Linked DNA regions of Mus musculus: regions 2 and 3 are each linked to region 1. Evidence: chromatin contacts called from public Hi-C data. All regions are on one chromosome and are shown on one strand. The core of a region is the stretch at or near the end of the contact, and the rest is flanking DNA. Distances in the headings are between cores, read along the strand shown.

Region 1 (3,679 bases), core at 435-2,934:
CCCTCACGCCATTGGTGTTTACTTGCAGAGATTTTGCACAGAAATTGGCCGGTGCTCTAGCACACAATCCTAACTCAGGACTTCACACAATCAACCTTGCTGGGAACTCGCTGGAGGATCGAGGTACTCCATCACTTGTAACGCCAGGGATGCCAGAGGTGTAGGACCACTAGAGTCCTAGTCTACGCAGGGCTGGGGAGTAATGCTAACCTCAGTTAAGTCACCTGGAGCCCTTGCCACACCTACCCAGAGTCTTCTACACCTACCTGGAGTCCTCCCCACACTGCCCTGCACTCAAACACTGAGAGTCCTCCCCACATGCACCTGGGACCTTCTCTGCACCCACCCAGAGTCCTCCCCACATCTACCAGGAATTGTCCCTCACCCAGGTGGAGTTTTATACCCACACTCACCCTAAGCCCTCCTCGCCCTCGCTGTCAGCAGTAACTAACTTCCTTCGAGCTGTGGGACTCAGGATCCCTGTGCTTTTGCACAGGGTTGGTGGAGACCACCACCAGATCTGTCAGGCCCCTCGGTTTGCACCTTCCACCTCTCATGGCCCTTTGTGATGCAGAGCCAGCTAGAGCTTGTCTCAGAAGCCTTAGATTTTTTCCTATACCTCTATGAGAGGGTGACCCATTTAACACATACCCATCTGCCCCCCCCACCCCCTTTTTTTAAACAAGAGTTTTGTTTTGTAGCCTAGCCTGGTCTCAGATTTCTATTTTTGTACGTCTGCCTCAAAGATTCTGAGAATCCAGGCATGTGCCTTGATACAAATCCCTACCTCCCTTGTAGATATTGACCATAGAGCCTGTGCATGCTAAGTGCATGCTGAACTGCTGAGTGCCGTTCCCAGCCTATGGACTCTTTGCAGATGAACTTAGAGATCATTAATTTAATAATCGTGTGGTGAACCCCTCCGTCTGGCTCTGTAGGAAGTATTCACGAGGAGTCCAGTTTAGATCCCACCACACATGCCTTTGAGCACTTTGTAAGATTTGAATGCGTGCTTACAGTGAGGTTGAAGGACCCGGTTTATAAGGAGAATGATCTGTCATGCATGTTTGCATCTGGGGCTGGGGTACGACAGAGTGCTTGCCTAGCATGTGTGAAGCCCCGGGAACAATCCCCACCCCTACAAAACAAAAATGAAAATCAAAGGCAGGTGTTCGTAGGTAGCAAAGGCAGCGCCTGCCGTTGACACAGGAAGGGAAGCTCCTGGGTGAATTCTCCATCTTCGTCTCAACATTGATAGATGAGGTCGGCGTAGGAGTCACTCTGCCTCTGGAGGGAACATTTGTTTTCATTTGCTGTTGGAAATGTTTCCCAGGCTTGCTGAATAGGGCCTTTCATCTTTCAATGTTAGGTATTTGATGAGGATTAATTATTCAACTGAGCTGAGGGCACGGAGGCAGCGTGGCTTTTTTACTTTCTGACAGGGATGCTGCCTTGTGTGTAAAATGATTCCCTTGTAGCATTCACACGGAATGGGGTAACTTCCGTCATCTTGAGCAGGGAGTGTGAAGGAAGGTGGAGGCTGAAACCAAAACTAGGTCTTGTGGCAAGCAGCCTAAGAACGAGCCCAGACTGAAAATAAAGACACAGGGCTGGAGTGTGGAGTTCACGGGGGCGTTGTCATTTCTGTAGGGAAAACAGCCGTTCTCTCTGCCCGCTCTGTTAGAAGTGGCAGAGTGGGAATGAGGCAAAGTGGAATCTGGACACAGCACCTCCTATGGTCAGGGCAGCTGTATCAGGTTTGTTTGTAAGAGGCGGGGATCTGGCTGTATTTAGCGGCTGACAGGGCTGAGTCAGTACAGGGTCCCCAAGGAGGTGACCTTCAGAAGACAGGCTAGCAGGGCACTGTTAATCATTAGGGAAATGTAAATTAAAAGCACAATGAGGTACTATCACATAGCTAGTCATCTGGCTGTGATAAAAGTAAACGTCTTTGAGGGTGTGAGGAAAGGAAAATGTTTCCATTGCTGGTGGGATTGGAGAGGGATGCAGCCATTGGGAACCTAGAGAGACAGGGGTGGTTGGTTGTTTTGTTTTTCTTTTTCAAGACATGGTTTCAAGACAGGGCAGTCCTGTCTGTCCTAGAACTCACTTTGTAGACCAGGCTGGCCTCAAACTCCACCTGCCTCTGCCTCCTGGGTGGTGGGACTAACGTCGTAAGCCACCATGCCCGACTGAGTGAAAGCTTTTTAGAAGGTTAAACACAAATGTTCCAAATATCCTAGCAATTCTACTCTTGGCTATCACTCATAAGCAATGAGACAATCTGCACAAAGGCTCTGCTATAAGCACAGGTTTACAGGCATAATAGATCACACACACACACACACACACACACACACACACACTCTCTCACATACACACAGACAGGGACACATACACAAACACACACATACACACACACATACACACACACACACTTTCTCACACACTCACAGACACACACACATACAGACAGACACACTTTCTCACACACTCACAGACACATATATACATACACACACACACACACTTTCTCACACACTCACAGACACATACACACATATATACACACACACACTTTCTCACACACTCACAGACACACAGACACACACATACACATTTTCTCACACACTCAGACACACACACACACATACAGATATGCACAGCAGCAGTGTGGAACAGCCTAGGACTCATCAATGGGTAAGTTGAATGTGGCACATTTGTCCCAGCAGCAGTATGTTTAAACCTCAGAGGGGAGACACACCTAGAAGACCGTAAGTCAGTGTTGTGGGATTGGCAGGTGGAGGATGAGTCCCAGGCCCTTCCTCTCCTGACCTGTTTCCTTCACCTACTCATAGACAACTTGTCCCCTCGGTAGTGTTTCGTCTTTTAGGTTCTCACCTTGGAGCCCCTGCAACCCTTTCGTTTAATTTACTGTACTCTGCTTATGATATAACTAAGCATAGTTAGTTATACCCTATTCCTGCAGTACCCACAGCCTGTCATACCCGCTCTATAGCAGCATCCTCCTAGCCCTTAGATACACAGCAGCTAGTGTAAGACTGGTCATAAGCGATAAGTATCTTCCTTAAATGGAGTTTGAATTTGATGTCATTCTCCTATTTGCTTTTAAAAGTTGTTCTTGAAAGTCGTGGTGAAGTTTATAGAGGGTTCTTTTGTGTGAGTGAGAGTCTGTGCTCACCAAAGATGCCTTTTCCCTCCACCTTCTGCCCCAGGAGCTGCTACGTTGTGTATGCTTTCATCTACCCGCATCAGCTGTGTCAGCTGTAGATACTGTTGTCATGGATCATTGTGAGGGCCCCTCTGCCTCTTGCTCACCAGATCTCCAGTGTGGATTCTGCCCACTTTCCGTCCAGTTTGGACACCTAAAAATATTTTCACAGACTGAGTCTTGCCCATTTCTCTTCCAAATTCATTCATGGCTGTGTTTGCAGCTGCCTTGGATGGCTGTCAATACTCACCTACTTCACTCTTTGGGTTGAGCCTCGAGAAAAAATTTGAGAGAGAGGGAGAGGGAGAGGGAGAGAGAGAGGGAGAGGGAGAGAGAGAGGGAGAGGGAGAGGGAGAGGGAGAGGGAGAAGGGAGGGAAAGAGATGCGTGTCTTGAAATTTAAAGCAAGCCTCTTGCCTTGTCTCCTGAGTGCTGGGATTATGATTAT
Region 2 (3,497 bases), core at 719-3,218, 65 kb before region 1:
GAAAAGATGTCCCAAGGTAGGGCTCACCCTGTGGGGGATCCCAGCACTCAGAGCTGTTTATGATGTAGCTGTGTTTGTCTTTCCTGTTAGTGGATCCAGTGGGCATCAGTCAAGGCCTCAAGAAGGAAGAATCAAAGGCCAATATTACAGCGGCAAGGAAGGAATTAATATTTGGGGACAGTCAACAATTCATTCAGTAGCTCACAGTTTTGTCATCTTTAGGTTTCTCCTCAACCATGTCTCCTGTATTGGGTCCTCGCTTTTCTATGTCAGCCAGGGAAGAAGTTCAGAGTTCAGTCATTTGGTACTTCCTGAAGCTCCCTGGAGGATCTCAGAGGACTATGTCTTTGTTACTTGAAAGTATTGTTCAACTTAAATAAGAGGTCAGAGATGCACAGGTTCTGAGAACGGTCCTAAGGGAAATACGTTCTTCCCTAAAGCACAGTGCACTTTTACCATTTCTTGAAATAATTTCCATTTCCCTGCCCTGGCAAAGCAGGCGATTGCAAAGAAGCTGAGAACATCGCAAAGCCATTGGGTTAAATTAGCTCAATATGTCACTCTTAGAACTCAAGAGCAGGTAGTCAAGGCTGCCTAACACCTCGTGCATACTAATCAGGGTTTGCAGATGAAACCCAGGGCAGACAGTCAACATGGGAGACCCAGCAAGGTGTCTCAGAGTATGCCACCTGGAGAATGACAACATGGGGGCCTGACAGTTCTGGGTTTTTCCTGTGGAAACGTTTAAATCCGACAACTTAACTTTTGTGTTCTTTCTTGGTACATTTCCGAAATAGTTGAAATATCTAGATGTGGATTTTTTTTTTTTTAAATAGAATTCTTGCTTAGGAGCTGTGGCTCATGTTGAACTCCTGGTTTTCTTGTGTTGTCCTCCCAAGTGCTGGATTATGGTTGTGCACCATTGTACACAACAGGGTGTAGAGTTAAGAAGTTTGCATCTCTGCAATGATCCTGAATATACTTTAATATGATAGCTAGCTTAGCGTTTTTATACCTACACTTGTCCTAGACTCATTCTTTTTAAATCAAAATATTTAACTGGACAAAATATGCTGTGTTGCCGAGTGTAATACACAGAATGGTAGAATTACTGATCCACAGAGAAGAGTTATCATTTTAACAAAATGGTCGTTAGGACAGCTTTGATTCCCCCTGACTGAGGGTTAACAAGGAACAGCCTGTGTGGCCCTATTCTCTGTGATTTTGACTTTAAGACTGCCCTTATAATCGTCTGCCCACCTGCCATCTATCTGATAAAGCTGAGGATTGAGCCCAGGACCTCTTAGTGCCAGCCAAACACTTTAGCATTGAGCCGTGCCCAGGATGCTTTGGTCTATCTTGGGTCCTGCTTTGGGGATGGGTCCCAGGAAGGGAACTCAGAATAACTAGGTTTCAGCACACGGCATGCTCAGTGCCACGGCCAGCATTAGAGCGATGTCCAGCTGCCTGCTTGTGGCTTTGCTTCCAACACAGCCATCGAGTTTGCTCCCTTGCAGTTGATGGTCGCACTGTATTTTGATTTTGTTTTTCCCCAAGGTCTTTCAGAAATCATCATAGCTGCTTCTCTTGGAATCCATTTGTACCCTCCTTGGAGGCTCTGTGTGTGTGTGTGTGTGTGTGTGTGTGTGTGTGTGTGTGTGTTAACAGCTGCCCACGCCCATTCCTTCCTATCCATCTGCCAGCTCTCGAGGCCCCTGTTCCTCACTGAGCATTGAGGTGAGGTGGATGGAGAGAAGTCTCTAAGAAGTTGTGGACTATGTCCTGCAGGGAGGGCTGGGTCTCGGGTCATAGTAGCTTCTTTCATCAGTAAAACCCTTTTAGGGAGGGCACCAGCTGTGGATAAACCCCTGCTCTCTGAAGTGCCAGAGTTACTTGGGTGTGGATGTTCCCGGTGGCTTGGGAACCTTGGCAGGGAGGCTGAAAGGCCCTTGTTTGTGATGGAGCTACAGTGGCTGGCTTTTCTCCCCGCCTCAGAGCTGTCGAAGCTCCCTCCTGGCCTTGCAGGAAGCCTGCCTGCTGCAGAAGTATATTTTTTTCTCTGGATGCGAACCAAGCTGATATTTTGGATGCTTCTGCTTCCCAAGAAGGTGTCAAGGCATTGGCTCTGTTCCTGGTGTCTCCTCTGCTGAGCTGGTTTTCCTTGTCACCTTCTTAAAGGTGTAGGGGGCTTTACCTTAGCCCTCCCTCAGCACGCTGTTACAGCAGGCACAAAAACACACCAGGGAATATAACCACTGGAAACTAGCTCAATAGGGGACCTTCTCCATGCGGTGACATGTGAATATTTTTACATCAGACCTGGGAACTCTGCGGTTTCTGCCCCCTCCCCCAGCTCTCTTGCAGCTAGGGGCAAGAGGGGGAAGGTGAAGGAAGGAAAGGAAGGGGCTTCTTGTATCGTCCCCTGTGTTCCCAGTTCTGTGGGAAAACGTTGTTATGACGCACATCAGCCTGGAGGTGACTGGCCTTTCCTCACTGTTTATTTTTGAGGCTGTATTTAGTTGTCAACTGTCAAAACATGGATGGCTTCACTAGTAAAGGAAAATGGGACATAGTTGTGAACTGTCTCCCTGGCACAATTGCTTGTGGGACTGAAATTACAGCGTGCATTTTGTTGTTGTTTGTTTGTTTTGTTTTGTTTGGGTACCACTCTGAAGGAGTTCCCTACCCCATGCAGTTGTGTAGCTTCCGGAATGCCTTGGGGTCTTTCTGTCTCTTTGGTAACTTGTGTAAGCCCGATGTGACGATGTGTCTTATAGTCAACAGACAGTAGTTTGGAGGTTGAGGCGTTCCCACAAGTCTGAGAGCAACCGGTGGGCCTCCGAGCCCATTAAGCCACATAGCACAACCCCATCTTTAAAAAAAAGAAAAAGAAAATGGGAAAATGAAAGGAAGCTAGTGTAACCAGGTTTGTTTGTCTGCCTTTGTTCACTAAGTAGGCATTACTGTATGCCTTCGGGGCAAGATAGTGTGCTGTGTATTAATTAGCCTTGGACTCAGAAAGACTGGTGGGAACCCTGGTTCCCCACTCTCAGATCTGGGAATTCTGCAGCTCCCCCCCCACCCCTTTCTTGCAGTTCTTGGTTAGTGAATATTCTGTCTGTTCACAGGACTGCTTTTAGAATTAAGATAATGTATGTGGGGATTGCCTAATGGCTAATACTTGTTATTAGTGTGATTGTTGAATTGAGAACAAAAAAAAGCAAATGTGCTAAGTCCTGACTTTTTGGTGTTTTCAGACCACAAGGTTGTGTCTAAGACATGGAGTAGGGGTGAGGGTGGGGGTGGGGCAGCGCAGGGAGTCAGGAGTATCCACTTCCTGTGGTATGGTGGGAGGGACTTTCTGGTGACATTGGTATTACAGCTGTCACACTATCCATGGTCTAGGAACACTGTCCACTTCCTGTGGTATGGTGAGAGGGACTTTCTGGTGACATTGGTATGAAAGCTGTCACACTATTCATGGCCTAGGAGTACGG
Region 3 (3,832 bases), core at 994-3,493, 120 kb before region 1:
TATATATATATATATATATATATATATATATATGAGTTCAAAGCTTTCCCATCCCACGTTTTAAGTTGTATCTCGTGGGGTTGTTGAACATTTCTTCAAAATCTTAAAAAATATTTCTTTTACCTTTTGATATTATAATTATATAATTTCCTTCTTCCTTTTTCTCCCTCTAACCCCTTTACATATTCCTCCTTGATCTCTTTCAGATTCATGGCCTTTTAAAAAATTGTTATTCCATATATACATCTATCAACACATGTGTGTGTGCGCACATACATAACACACACACACACACACACACACACACACACACACTCCTAAAACCATGAATATAGCCTACTCAGTCTGCATAATGTTACTTGTATGTATGTTTTCAGGGCTGACTATTGGCATTGGAAAACAACTGCTGTGCTCTGCTCTGGGGAAGACGATTCTCCAACTTCCAGCATTCTTTAGTTGCCTGTAGCGCTTTGTGTAGGATTCAGCCCTGTGGACTTTACTCTGTCTACTTTAGCATGTCTGTTATTGTCCTTGTTAGGCTCCTGTATAATAGAAATATTGGTGAGACATTACTAGGAGACACGGTCTTATACCAAACTCCCAGATCTCAGGCTCTTACAGTCTTTCTGCTCCTTCTACAATCTTCTCTGAGTGATAGGTGGGGGAATTCCCTTATAGATATAATTTGGACTGAGCTCCACAGATCTGTATTTTGATTGGTTATGGAATGCTGACAATCTTTTATTCTCCAGTTGTTTTGGTAGCTGACCCCTATCAGCTGAGATTGAATGAAAGAATGTGATGCAGTATTTCTCTCCTGTGAACTGAGAAAGAACAGGCATTCCTGTGAATCTGTAACTGATGTATAACTGGACAGTAGGGTAGTCCCATGTCTGCCGTCTTCACTGCAAACATAAGTTCATTGAACATAAACACACATATGTATATGTACATATTTATATATATGTACAGATGCATATATATGATTTAAAAATTATTTATGTACAGCATTCTTCCTGGATGTATATATGCATGCCAGAAGAGAGCACCAGATCTCATTATAGATGGTTGTGAGCCACCATGTGGTTGCTGGGAATTGAACTCAGGATCCCTGGAAGAGCAGACAGTGTTATTAACCTCTGAGCCATCTCTTCAGCCCCAGCATATCTATGTTTTTTAAAGCTATGTCTCTATAGTTCAGGCCAGGCTCAAATTGGTGATTCCCCTGTCTCAGCTTCCTCAGTGTTGTTATGTGCCACCATGTCTGATCCAAGAACATTTTTTTTCACACAGGAAATTATCATTAATCATTGTACAATCTAAAACGAGGCATGTAGTACATGCTGTATATACTGGGGTGGTTAAAGTTGTTGGAGGATTGTAAGTTCTAGGCTATGTAGTGAAATTTTGTCTTAAAAAAAAAATCCATAGGCAAAATCCCCCAAACAAACAAAACAATTTCTCCAAAACTTTACAGCGAACCGATTTAGTAGTATACTGAGTATATAGTTTAGTGGCAATGGTTGTTGTCTTCAGGGTCCAGATAATCTCCTCATGTATGCTGAGCCCCCTCAGCCACAGCCCCGTGCCCACTCCCGGCCCTGTGACTGCCTTTCTACTCTCAGCCTCTAAGGTGCACTGACTCTGGACACTTCGAGAAGCAGAATCATGGGATATTTGTCCTTTTGTGTCTGGCACTGTATTTGCTTTTATCTTTCATTTTCCTTGTATTGTGTATTGAGAGATGGTCTTGCAGTGTAGCTCAGTTTGACCTAGAATTTGTGGACATCCTCCAGCCTCTGCATTGCCTCCACACATGGTTGCAGTATGTTTCACAGTTGATCCCAGCATGTATCAGAAAGTTCATTCTTTTAAAGGCTAAATAATATTCTGTTTATGTACGTGTTTTCCCTCCTATTTTTATTTTAATGTTATGCATGTATGTCTATGCGATGTGTGTGGTGGTACGTGCATACATGGTGCGCATGCGTGTGCGAGTGGATCGCAGAGTATAGTGTTCAGGACTCAGTTCTCTCCTTCCACTTGTTGAGTTCCGAGGCTGGCTTGACAAACACCTTGACCGCTCACCCTTCTTGCGGCTCTACATGATTTTGGGCTGTTGTTCATTGATTTTGGTGGATACAGACTGCTTCCTCCTGTGGCAGTGTGGACAGTGCTGGGAGCTGCCTCAGTCTGGTCATTGCTCTCAGCTCCGTTCCCATGTGCTAAGGAGCTGCTGTATCATTCCTGAACACTAGGGGTCCTGCTAGAGAATCCTCTAGGCTGGGTCCTGCCCCATTCATTTTTAGAACTTAGCAACAGTAACCACGTTTGTGAGAAATGTCCTCATACTTATCAGTCACTTGGAATTTTCAACTAAAGACAAGAACAGAGTGTCCTTTGGTCATGTGTTTTTTTGTTTTGTTTTTTTAATCATGAAACTCTCTGTGTGTTCCTTGCATGTCAGTGTTTGGGTACTTGTGAATTCTCCATTCTCTTTCACCTGATTTGTGTTCTTCTGTGTTTGATCACTTTTTTGTGTCTTTTATAGCATTTGAGATATTGATTATATATATATACCGCATAGCTCTAAGCCATAAAAACAGATCCACTTATAATGCTTGGTTTTGCTTTGCTACATTTAAGATCTGATGTCATCTCTTAATTTGTTTTGGCTACAGTAGGGGAAGTATTCCTGCTATTAAAAATAAATATTAAAAAGATAGTCAACAGAGAGAAGTATTTAGACAGCAGGAACCAGCTTCCGCATGGAGTCCAAATAGTGTGGGAAGAGGATTCTATTATTAGATAGCTCTGCGCTACCTTGTCCTCATTTTGTTTATATACTGTCTTTCCTTGCTGGAAGCTTACAAAGCTGCAGCTTTTTTCCTCTGGATCTTACATTTTTTTTTTTAGATATATTCATATTATTCTATGTGTGAAAGCTTTGCTTGCACGTATGTATGTGTACCACATTTGTGCTCGGTACCTAAAGAGTCAAAAGAAACCATTGGATCCCCTGGAACTAGAGCTACAGATGATTATGGGCTGCCACGTGGATGCCGGGAATTGAACATCCATCCTCCTAAAGAGCCACAGCTGCTTTGACCACTGAGATAACGCTCTAGCCTCCCCAACCCCCCCCCCCCCCCCCCGACAGAATCTGACTGTGAAGTCCATTTGGCATGGAACTTGTAGCAATCCTCCTGCCTCTACTTCTTGAGTATTTGAATTACAGGCATGTACTACTGTATGTGGCTTGAATTTTTAGTTTAAACTATTTTTTTGACAGATGAGGGGTGAGTGAAAGATGGATTATAGAACTTGCTGGTTTTGTTTTTATTAGACATTGAGAATTTTCGCTACTTGAGTTAGAATGATGTCTACTTATAAGCCAGGCATGGTGACACATGGCTGTAATCTTGACACTTGCTGGTGGAAGCGAGGAGATTAGGAATTAAAAGCCAGCCTGGTCTACATAGTACTTGTTTCACAGAATGAAAGTAAGTATGAGTGTGTGAGTGTGTGTGTGTATCCATTTATTAAAGCATATATGCAGGCAGCTGTGGGTGTTGGCTTTCTAACACACAATGATAAGACCTTAACTGGGTAGTCACTGGTTAGGCTCTGGCTAAAATGACTTAAGTTCCCTATTTCACATTGCTGTAAGATTTACTCTTCTAAACAAAAGTATCAATGATTGCTTTTGGGTTCGCTCGTTTCCCCAAGGGAACAGGAGTTCTTATTTCTTATCTTTGGGTGGTTAACTGTTTGTTGGTCATAGCTGATCTGCTACTGTTTTTGTAGGACTTAAGCTGAAATTGCAGTTGGC

What was found. Hi-C and Micro-C count contacts between places; a contact is called where the count stands out from the background.
Region 2: a contact with region 1 is called in a Hi-C map of cerebral cortex, with 1.7 times the contacts expected there. The contact joins two enhancer-like sites. A contact is called at or near these places in 4 of 484 Hi-C or Micro-C datasets (the G1E-ER4 cell line, cerebral cortex, liver and 1 more) and 2 of 9 other capture datasets (adipose tissue and pancreatic islet).
Region 3: a Hi-C map of uterus shows a contact between it and region 1, with 3 times the contacts expected there. The contact joins two enhancer-like sites. A contact is called at or near these places in 3 of 484 Hi-C or Micro-C datasets (granulosa cells and uterus), 8 of 115 datasets of contacts at active chromatin or transcription factors (the NIH/3T3 cell line, embryonic fibroblasts, embryonic stem cells and 5 more) and 1 of 9 other capture datasets (pancreatic islet).

What each region holds. Positions count from the first base shown.
Region 1 is chr13:24,133,581-24,137,259 of GRCm38.p6, reverse strand. It overlaps Carmil1 (capping protein regulator and myosin 1 linker 1), which reads left to right. Exons shown (of 38, transcript NM_026825.3): 11 at 29-123. Among named protein-coding and RNA genes, the nearest start is that of Gm33573, 44 kb to the left of the region's middle. Within about 2 kb of position 1,684, at least 66 of the 459 cell types and tissues checked have an H3K27ac peak or open chromatin away from gene starts, as enhancers often do. A contact at or near this core is called in cerebral cortex, fibro-adipogenic progenitors, granulosa cells and 1 more, where this site is marked.
Region 2 is chr13:24,198,577-24,202,073 of GRCm38.p6, reverse strand. The region is part of intron 2 of Carmil1 (capping protein regulator and myosin 1 linker 1); the gene reads left to right. Among named protein-coding and RNA genes, the nearest start is that of Gm33573, 20 kb to the right of the region's middle. Within about 2 kb of position 1,968, at least 27 of the 459 cell types and tissues checked have an H3K27ac peak or open chromatin away from gene starts, as enhancers often do. A contact at or near this core is called in cerebral cortex, where this site is marked.
Region 3 is chr13:24,252,657-24,256,488 of GRCm38.p6, reverse strand. All of the region lies in intron 2 of Carmil1 (capping protein regulator and myosin 1 linker 1), which reads left to right. Among named protein-coding and RNA genes, the nearest start is that of Carmil1, 26 kb to the left of the region's middle. Within about 2 kb of position 2,243, at least 80 of the 459 cell types and tissues checked have an H3K27ac peak or open chromatin away from gene starts, as enhancers often do. A contact at or near this core is called in fibro-adipogenic progenitors, granulosa cells and uterus, where this site is marked.